Linked DNA regions of Mus musculus: region 2 is linked to region 1. The links are chromatin contacts, called in public Micro-C maps. All regions are on one chromosome and are shown on one strand. The core of a region is the stretch at or near the end of the contact, and the rest is flanking DNA. Distances in the headings are between cores, read along the strand shown.

Region 1 (4,601 bases), core at 1,161-3,660:
CTGAATTGCTCTGCTTGGCCTCAAACTAACGTTGGCAACGTCTGGCTCCTTCTCATTCGCTGGCTCGTTCTGTCTTCACCTGTGTCTAGCTCGTTCTCTCTCTGCATCCTGTCTCTCTATAACTGTCCTGGTAAAACTGCCTTCTTCCTCTCTACTGGTCTCTCTTAAGTGGCACCCCATTCTTCTCTGTTCTTGTGAGACTTGGATGTACCCTAGCCTGTCACATCTTTCTCTGGTTGGTCGCTTTGTCTGCCACTCTATTAGACAGCACTTTCAAACATGGGTGTTTCTTTTTTACCAGGCTAGTCTCGAACCCAGAAATCCGCCTGCCCCTGCCTCCCGAGTGCTGGGATTAAAGGCGTGAGCCACCACGCCCGGCGGGTGTTTCTTTCTACAAACTAACTTCACCTTCATTGTTCAGGAGAGATTAAAGGTGTGTGCTAAGGGCAGAGCCTAAGGGCAGAGCCACACTGTAACACAGACTCAGGGTTCACAGTGTGATCAAATATCCTGCAACATCACAGGTACACCAGAAAGCTTTATCAAGTTTTTAACTTCCTTCCAAAAAGTTCCAACCCATTTCAAATATAAAACATCAGGATCCAATGAGCTGAAAATAATTCTTACAGACTTTCCCCCGCAACTCCCCCACCCCCACCCCAGGGTCCCCTGCAGCCTAAGGTGGCTAGGGGCTGCTGCCAAGGATAGCCCTGAACTCTTGATTCTTCTCTCTCTACCCCACAAGCACTGGGACTACAGGTATGTGTTAAGCCTGGCCCTCAGAGACATTTAAGAAAAAAAAGAAAAAGACAAAGAAAAAAACTTTCCATCATTTGTCTCTGACTCAGAAAGCAAATTAAGATGAAACACACCACTCACCCCTGCACCACTCTCTCCCAACAAGGCAGTAAGTAGCCATCTTGGCTTAGCCCCCTTCATTAGTTATACAGATTTGAGCCTTGCCAAGGGGACCACAGCTGGGGAATTTAAACCCCTTGCTCAGCTGGCTTGTGGCTTCCAGCTTTTCCCTATACACAGACTGCCCATCTATGGAGTCTAGGAACTTATATTTTAAGGTAGATATATACAGAATGAACAAATGATTAAGAGAGATAGTGAATACATTAAATGCATGTGGATAAAATTATAAAGGCATATGATTTAGTGAGATAAGGTAAAGAATGTAAAGAAAAGGAGAGAAGAGAGGGGAGGCAAGGAGAGGAGAGAGAGATGAGAAGAGAAAACGAGAAAATTAGAAAACGAGAAAATGAGAAAACGAGAAAAAGGAAAAGAGAAAAAGAGAGAGAAAAAGAGAAAGGGTATCTATCTATCTATCTATCTGTCAGGGCTAGGAGCGAGGGCGGCACAGTGGGGATGGAGACGTGACGTGTGGATTCCCTCCAGCTAGGCTTGAGCAGTCTGAGTGTCTAACTTCCTCCGCCTCCTCAGAAACTGAAACGTGGCTCCGCTCTGTAGCTCCCCGAAACCCACGTTTTATTACTCGAATATTCCTTGCGGGAGACTAGGTGACTGCACAGCCGACAGAGCATCATTTCCCTTCGGAAAGGAAACTTTTCAGATCTGGCAGTTTTTCAGACAGCCAGAGCTCTGGCTCTGGAAAATATCTTAAAACGCCTCAGGCTGGCCTCTGGGCTAGCTATCTCAGATGATAATTAGAGTTCACCGCCTGCACTCTCTGGTCCTGAAGCTCGAGTGGTCCGTAACTCGGAAGCTTCCACTTGGAACCTGGACCTTAAAAGACAAGCGATCTGCTTTCGGCAGATAAGAGGGTCCTCCTCCCCCTTCTATTACAACTACCCAGAAGAGCGTCCGAGCATCCTCGCCAAACCCTATCTCTGGGCAGCTCAAACGCAACGATACGGTCCTTCTTCCCGCCTAGGGAGCATGTAGGAGAGGCGCTGTGGCATCCTCTAAATCTGGGTACCGCATTTACAGAACCAGGACAAGAACCGGAGCGGGAGCATCTGCGGGTGGATACGAGGCCAGATCCCCACGCTTAGTAGCCCAGGACGGGGGACAAAGCAAGTTGGTCCTTCCATCCTCCTCTCTCCACCCAGTGTCCGAGATATTCCGGGTGGGTGAGTAGCTGCATTCCAGCATGAACTTCAGCAATACGCTTACCTTCATTTCTCGTGGCTTGGGTCGTGGCTCCGGCTCCTGGGTGCAAATGTGAGTCTCCTCTGGAGGAGGCGGCTGTGCAGTGACACGTGGCGCTCAGGGTCGGTCGGCAAGCGCGGAAGATGGAGAGCTGGGCGCGCTCCGCTGCGGATTGCATCAGCAGCGACTGGCTCAGCCGCGAGCTACAGTCCGACCTCTGGCTCACTCCAGGGTGGAGACACTGATCCCCTCCAGTGATTTGTATCGCAGGAGGGGAGGTAGCAGAGGAGGACAAATCTGAAAGCGTCTTTGATTCATTTGCTACCTCCCCAGTCCCTCCCCCAATCATACGCTGTACTAGGATCTAGTCTCAGAACTGGGAAGTTTTAAGGTATATTTTGGATAATAAAGAAGAGTTTGGGTTTTTCCGTCTCGCTCTCACGCTCCACACCCCACAGACAACTCTCAAATACAACCACTCTTACCAACTCCTTTTCTCTCTAATTTTTATAACATTTAAATAAATATAATAGATTTTGAATAGGAGCGGGTGGCTAGATGGACAGGGACAGTGGTGGATAAGGGCCAACTGGCAGGAGCCGGTTCTCTCCTTCCACCATCTGAGCCCTGGATGGAACTCTCACTCTCAGTCTGTGGTCTACGCTCTGTAGTCGTCTCTTAGTTTGCATCCTTTGATGTGCACATACAGAAGTAATTTAATGTGAAATGGTCCTCACCACCTGATAACTTCCTTCCTGCGTCCACACAAGCCTCAGGCAAGGCTCCCACCGATGGGATTTCAGTTGAGGAGAGGATCTCTCTGAAAATCTGAAAACTTTCTTTTTAGTAAATCTAAGCAGAAGGCTTTGCTGTGAAATTTTCATTCTTAACTCCCTAGGAGAGAATAGGCTTTTCCCCGACCATGTTTTGCCTGTATCCTTTGTTTGTTTGTTTGTTTGTTTTAGATTTATTTATTATATGTAAGTACACTGTAGCTGTCCTCAGATATTCCAGAAGAGTGCATCAGATTTTGTTACGAATGGTTGTGAGGCACCATGTGGTTGCTGGGATTTGAACTCGGGACCTTCGGAAGAGCAGTCAGCACTCTTAACCACTGAGCCATTTCGCCAGCCCTATTTATTTTTTTAAAAATGTTTTCTTTCTTCTCATTTTTCTTTTCTGACTTATTTATGTGTGAGTTCACCATCACTGTCTTCAGATGCACCAGAAGAGGACATCAGATCCCATCATAGATGGTTGTGAGCCACCGTGTGGTTGCTGGGAATTGAACTCAGGACCTCTGAGAGAGCAGTCAGTGCTCTTAACTGCTGAGCCATCTCTGCAGCCCTTGTTTTTCTTTTCTGCTGCTTGGAATGAAACTGCCCAGGTGAACAATGAATAGCTGAATTATCCTGACAAATGTACTGAGTTATCTTTGCACCCAGCACAACAGCAACAACTTCTTCCCTTCAGAAGACTGTAGTCCAGATCGGTTTTAACTCAAGCAGCGCTGTGGGCTTTAAGTGGTGAGTGTAGACATCCTGGGTTATTGTTCATACGATGGAGCACTGATCCACAGTAAGAGGAAATGAAGCAAGGCGTTGAGCTGCCTGCCTGTAGTCCCAGCAACTCGAGTCTGAAGCAACACACACACACACAACACATGTGCACCACACACATACCACACACACACACACAACACATGTTCACCACACACATACCACATACACACACCCCCCACACACATACAACACATGTGCACCACACACATACCATTCACACAAATACACTCCACAGGCTCACACCACATGTCCACATGTCCACACACACACACCACAACAACAAAAGCAGTTATGTGTATACCATGGACAAACCTTGAAAACATTGTGCAGTTTGAAAAGAAGCTGGTATGTGGTGGCCAATCTGGTGAATCAGTGCAAGACTTCCTAACTTGGATGTCTAAGATTTTCTAGGTCTGGGCTATGGCTCAAGCACTAGAGTGCTTGCCCGAATCCACCCAGCCCTGAGCTCAGTCCCTCGGTCACCTGGGTAGTGAGGAGAAAGGAACAAACCAGGAAGGGAGGGAGAAGACAGAGAAAAGGTGATAAAATTGTTCTAAAATTAGGTGGGAGCCATACACTAAAAACCATTGCAGAGTTTCATTGGTGGGTCGGTTGGTCGGTGGTTGGTTGGTTGGTTGGTTGGTTGGTTGGTTGGTTGGTTGGTTGGTTGGTTTGCGACAGGATTTCACTGTGTGAGCCTAACTGGCTTAGGAGTCACTTCGATCTACCTGCCCCTCCCCCATGGGCACTGAGCTAAAAGGGTGTGCCACCCTGCCTTGGGCCACCTTGTTTAGCTGAGGTACACATGTGTTGGAGATCAGGCCCTGCCCTCCCCTGAATTACTCCATAGTGTAGAATAATACAGTGGTTTTTCTCAGTTGGTGCATTGCCCTGAGAGAACCACTTATAAGCAGCTTTTGT
Region 2 (4,236 bases), core at 1,226-3,725, 470 kb after region 1:
AAGGGCCACATGTCTGTGCATCCAGTCATCACCGGAAGTGCAGCACTGGAGAACAAACCAGGATGCAGGAATCCCACCTGAACAGGTGACATGGGGCTGAGGACACAGCTCAGTCAGCAGTGTTTGCCTAGCGTTATAAAGACACCGATTTGAACCTCCAAACTACAATCCATGTGTGGTGCCACTCACCGTGATCCCAGAATTCAACAGGGAGATTAGGCGTTCAAGGTCACCCTCGACTATGTAAGAGGTGTAGCCTGGGATGCATAAAATCCTGCCCAGAAGTGAGGGGGGTAAGTAAGCTGGACTCTGTCTCTTAGTGTTAGAGACAAGTCATCCAGGGTTCAGTAACATAAATCCCTGACAAACCACAAGCATCTTAATTGAATAAAAGTGACAATCAACTAACTCCAAGCGCACATACACTGGTACCGAAATTCTGTGCGGGTTTAAATAGACTTAGTCGGCATGCCTCAACAACTGAACACAGGTTTTCTTGACACAGATAACAAGGGATCTCTGCAAAGACAGACAGCTCTCTTCAAGAAGGGACTGGAGGGTGGCTGAGATGTCCGCAGTCTCTGGAGTAAACATAGTTATCAGTAAAGGGCCACAGCGAGGTGATTCAGATCACCCCATCAGGGATAAACCATGGGACAGAAGGGGTCACGCCTGAGCAGACATCCAAGCTCTGGGCTGGCCTGCCAGTTTTATTTTTAGAGGTCCTGGTGGGAAGAATGGAGGATGACTTCAAAGCTATGATAATCTCAGTCATTGGATTCTTAGTAGCCTTAAGGCTCTGTCAAGAATCAGCAAGGAGATCAATGGCAACAGTCTCTGGAGCTAACAGCGCTGGGCCTCCCACACGTCCCGCAGCACATCTGAAGCGTCAGACACAGGAGTGACTCCATAAACAGTACGCAGAGACCATCTGATGTAAGGGGAATGCGGGAGTGAACGGCAACCTGGATATCGTCTAAGACAACGCGGGCTAAGCTGAGTAGAACAGCAGTCTGTGGTGGAGACGGGTCTCTCAGTGGCACATGGTACTTACACAGCCACAAAGAAGTCGATGCTTCTAGCAGGCATTACACATTCGCTACATTTCACATTCGCTACACATGACAATGAGAAACATGCATTTGCTTGCGTGCTTATAGCTGTCCTCAGGGTAGCACTACCATGGTGTTACTTACAAAGAAGTGGATGTTTGGAGAGGTTAAGTATCTTGTGCAAGCTCACACAGCTATGCCATCCTCAGTGTTTGAACATGACTGCCCAACTGTGCTGCTTTAGAAAGTTGTTTGGAGGTGAAGTCTGGCAGAAGGAAGTGAGTCACTATTGGAGGTGAGGGGCGGGTCATGAGGGTTGTAACTCAGCCTTGCTTCCTGTTCACCCTCTCTGCTCCCTGCTCTGGTAAGATGTGACCTCACAGCCTATGTCCCCATTGCTACAGTGGAGAACAATCCACCACCACACCTTTACCACTGGGGCAGGCTACACCCCTCAAACTGAGAACCTGAGTAAACCACGCCCCCTTCCACAGCTCCTTGGTGGGTATTAACCACCTGCTCAGGACACTTCAAGTCAGTCACTTGCTCATTCCATGTCTGCCTCATCTCAGACCTATAGGCGACTTCAGCTTCTTGTCCTCGTGACAACCAGCATTTAGGTGTCACTGACCCAGGCCACTCACGCTTTCCTCCATGAAATGTCTCTGTTGGAGTTGGTTTGATGCTGCCATGTACACAAATGCTAAATACTGGCTCTCAAGATTAGGCTGCCTGCAATTAGGAGATCCCCAACGACACTAAATGATACTCTGTAAGCCTTGCTCCCCAACTTAATTGGTCAATAAAAACCTTTGCTCCCCAAGTTAATCAGTCAATAACTGCCTGTGGTTGGGCAGTAGAGAGAGAAAGGCAGGACTTGAAGACTGCGTGAGGGGTCTCAGGAAAGAGAGCAGAGAAGAGAAGAAAGGACACAGAGGGAGGAGGAGGCCTCCATGAAAGGAGATGGACCATGAGCACGTGGCCAGGAGGATCAGCAAGTGACAAGGGACATATGGCTGGGATGTAAGTTAGAATAGCTCAATTTTAACTAAGCCTGCCCAATCTAGGCTTACAGCTTGTAAATAAATACCAGTATTGTAAGGTTTTTATACAAGCTAGATAGAATATATTAATTCTACTATAAATTGGCCCACAACTTAACAGCAGTTAGAATCCAAGCTTACAGCTTGACAAGGCCTGGGTAAAAGGGTGGGGGTGGGGGAGTCAGCACAGCTGGACAAGAGGCCTGGTCTTTTTAAAAAAAAAAAAAAAGAGAGAGAGAGAGAGAACAAAAGCAGACAGAAGCCCTAGAGAGAGCTAGGCCTGAGGCTGTGGGTGAAGGCCTGAAGCAGTGCAGAAGCCCAGTGGGTTGGAGAGGCCTGGCCAGGAAGGCAGGAGGCTGAACCAGTGGGGCAACCTTCTGGACTGAGCTGAGGGGGAGGAGCTGCGCTGAGGGGGCGGAGCTGCACTGAGGGGCGGGGCGGAGCTGAGGAGGCGGAGCTGGCTGCCTTAGACACCTGCTGACCCCAGGAGCCTGCAGAGACCCAGAAGTTCAAAGGGAACATTGCTTCTGAGCTGCAATAAAACTAACAGCCCCAAGCGTCCTAACTGCGGAGGCACTAAGTTTAAAATTGGTAAATCGACATCCCTAAAGCGAGTCAGAGATTAAAGGGAAAAATACTTTCCATGTTAAAAAATGGAAAACACTCCAGCAGAAGGCGCTTGGATCTTGTACGGTTTTGTTTTTCCTTGTTGCCATGGAGCTAGCGACAGCACATTCAGTAGCACCATGGTTTCTGTGCCCTCTCTGAGGAAGATCAAATGAAACAGACTTGGGTAAAGAGAGATCTGAAAGATGGAACGCTAAATTAGTCAGGAAAAATAGAGGAAGAAAAAAGGAAACTGGTGGCAGCTGGAACTCAGAGCTCTCTGGCTGTGAGATGTTTGTTAGCGCTTGCTGCTACACGGGCTCAGGTACAGTGTGGCAACGCCTGACTTCCAAGGCCTGTGAGATAACCTAACACAGCTGGCCCCCAACTTAGAATTCTCTTGTTTCCTTGCTTGGATTTTGTTTGAATGTTTTTGTTTTTCCCTAATAGCAGGGAAACAGGAAGGATATTTTTATTGGTTGACTTTACTAACACATAGAAGAATTTTAAAGATTTTAAGTAAATTCAGAATGTCACTACAATTTATAAGATATAGCAATTTGCAAACATCCAAAATGACACATTTTTTCCATAAAAGTACTATCTAGGTTTTTGCTTAATAATAAATAATATATCCTTAATGATCTAAAAGGTAAATACATATTGATCTCAAATTTATATAAAGAAAAAGGGGAATATAGACATATTTATCTACATAAGGTATATTTATAATTTCACTTTGAAAGATAATGCTTTTTCTGTTGGCAAAAATAATTTTGCCCTAGGAAAGATATTTTCTAGTAGTCAATATAAGGACCCAGAGTTAGGGTTGGGGCAGGGTTATCTTCCATCTAAATTATTAGAAATAAGATTTGACCGGGGAAGACACCCTGAATATCTTGGCTACAGACAGACAGAGAGAGATTGGCAATATCAACAAGATAGGTTAATATATATCTGTTCTGTCTACATGAGAAAAGCTCTGAGACCAACTGAGACATGAATATGAATGTATGTGTGTGTGTGTGTGTGTGTAGTCAATAAATCTTGTTGGCAACCAAGTCTTCAGGACTTACCATGCCATTGTTTTAAGTGGCATATATATTAGTCTATGTTACAGTTTTGTTACACGATCCAAACTAACTTATAAAGACAGACAGATAATTTTCAGCTGCTCAAACAAGAACAAAGAATCATCTTTAACTGATCTATGCACCTTGCACATTATATACACTATTGGTACAGAACTGTCTATTACTTGTGAGAGCTTACATGTTAACAGAAAATGACAACCGAGGAAGTGGCCCTAACCGGATCCACCCTTGTGGGTGCTGGGATGCCTGATCTGGCCTCAGACTGCCTCAAAGCTGTTTCCTTGGGAGACTTGCTTCCAGAATGGCTTCAGGGAAGGCTGTTGGCCCCAGATGACCACAGTTCATCCAGCCTTGCACACTGATCCAGCCAGGACTTCAATTAGGCCTTGAACTTTCCCACCCCACAGAGACTGGACAACAAACGGTGCAGCCAGTTCTCCC

The links. Hi-C and Micro-C count contacts between places; a contact is called where the count stands out from the background.
Region 2: a contact with region 1 is called in a Micro-C map of trophoblast stem cells, with 6 times the contacts expected there. The contact joins the enhancer-like site here to the promoter of Bcat1 in region 1. A contact is called at or near these places in 9 of 484 Hi-C or Micro-C datasets (the G1E-ER4 cell line, embryonic stem cells, myeloid progenitors and 3 more), 5 of 115 datasets of contacts at active chromatin or transcription factors (all in embryonic stem cells) and 1 of 9 other capture datasets (embryonic stem cells).

Annotation. Positions count from the first base shown.
Region 1 is chr6:145,073,747-145,078,347 of GRCm38.p6, forward strand. It overlaps Bcat1 (branched chain aminotransferase 1, cytosolic), which reads right to left and starts at 2,411. Exons shown (of 11, transcript NM_007532.5): 1 at 2,143-2,411. The coding sequence starts at 2,148.
Region 2 is chr6:145,543,641-145,547,876 of GRCm38.p6, forward strand. All of the region lies in intron 1 of Gm38475 (a long non-coding RNA gene), which reads right to left. Among named protein-coding and RNA genes, the nearest start is that of Gm38475, 69 kb to the right of the region's middle. Within about 2 kb of position 2,476, at least 56 of the 459 cell types and tissues checked have an H3K27ac peak or open chromatin away from gene starts, as enhancers often do. A contact at or near this core is called in trophoblast stem cells, where this site is marked.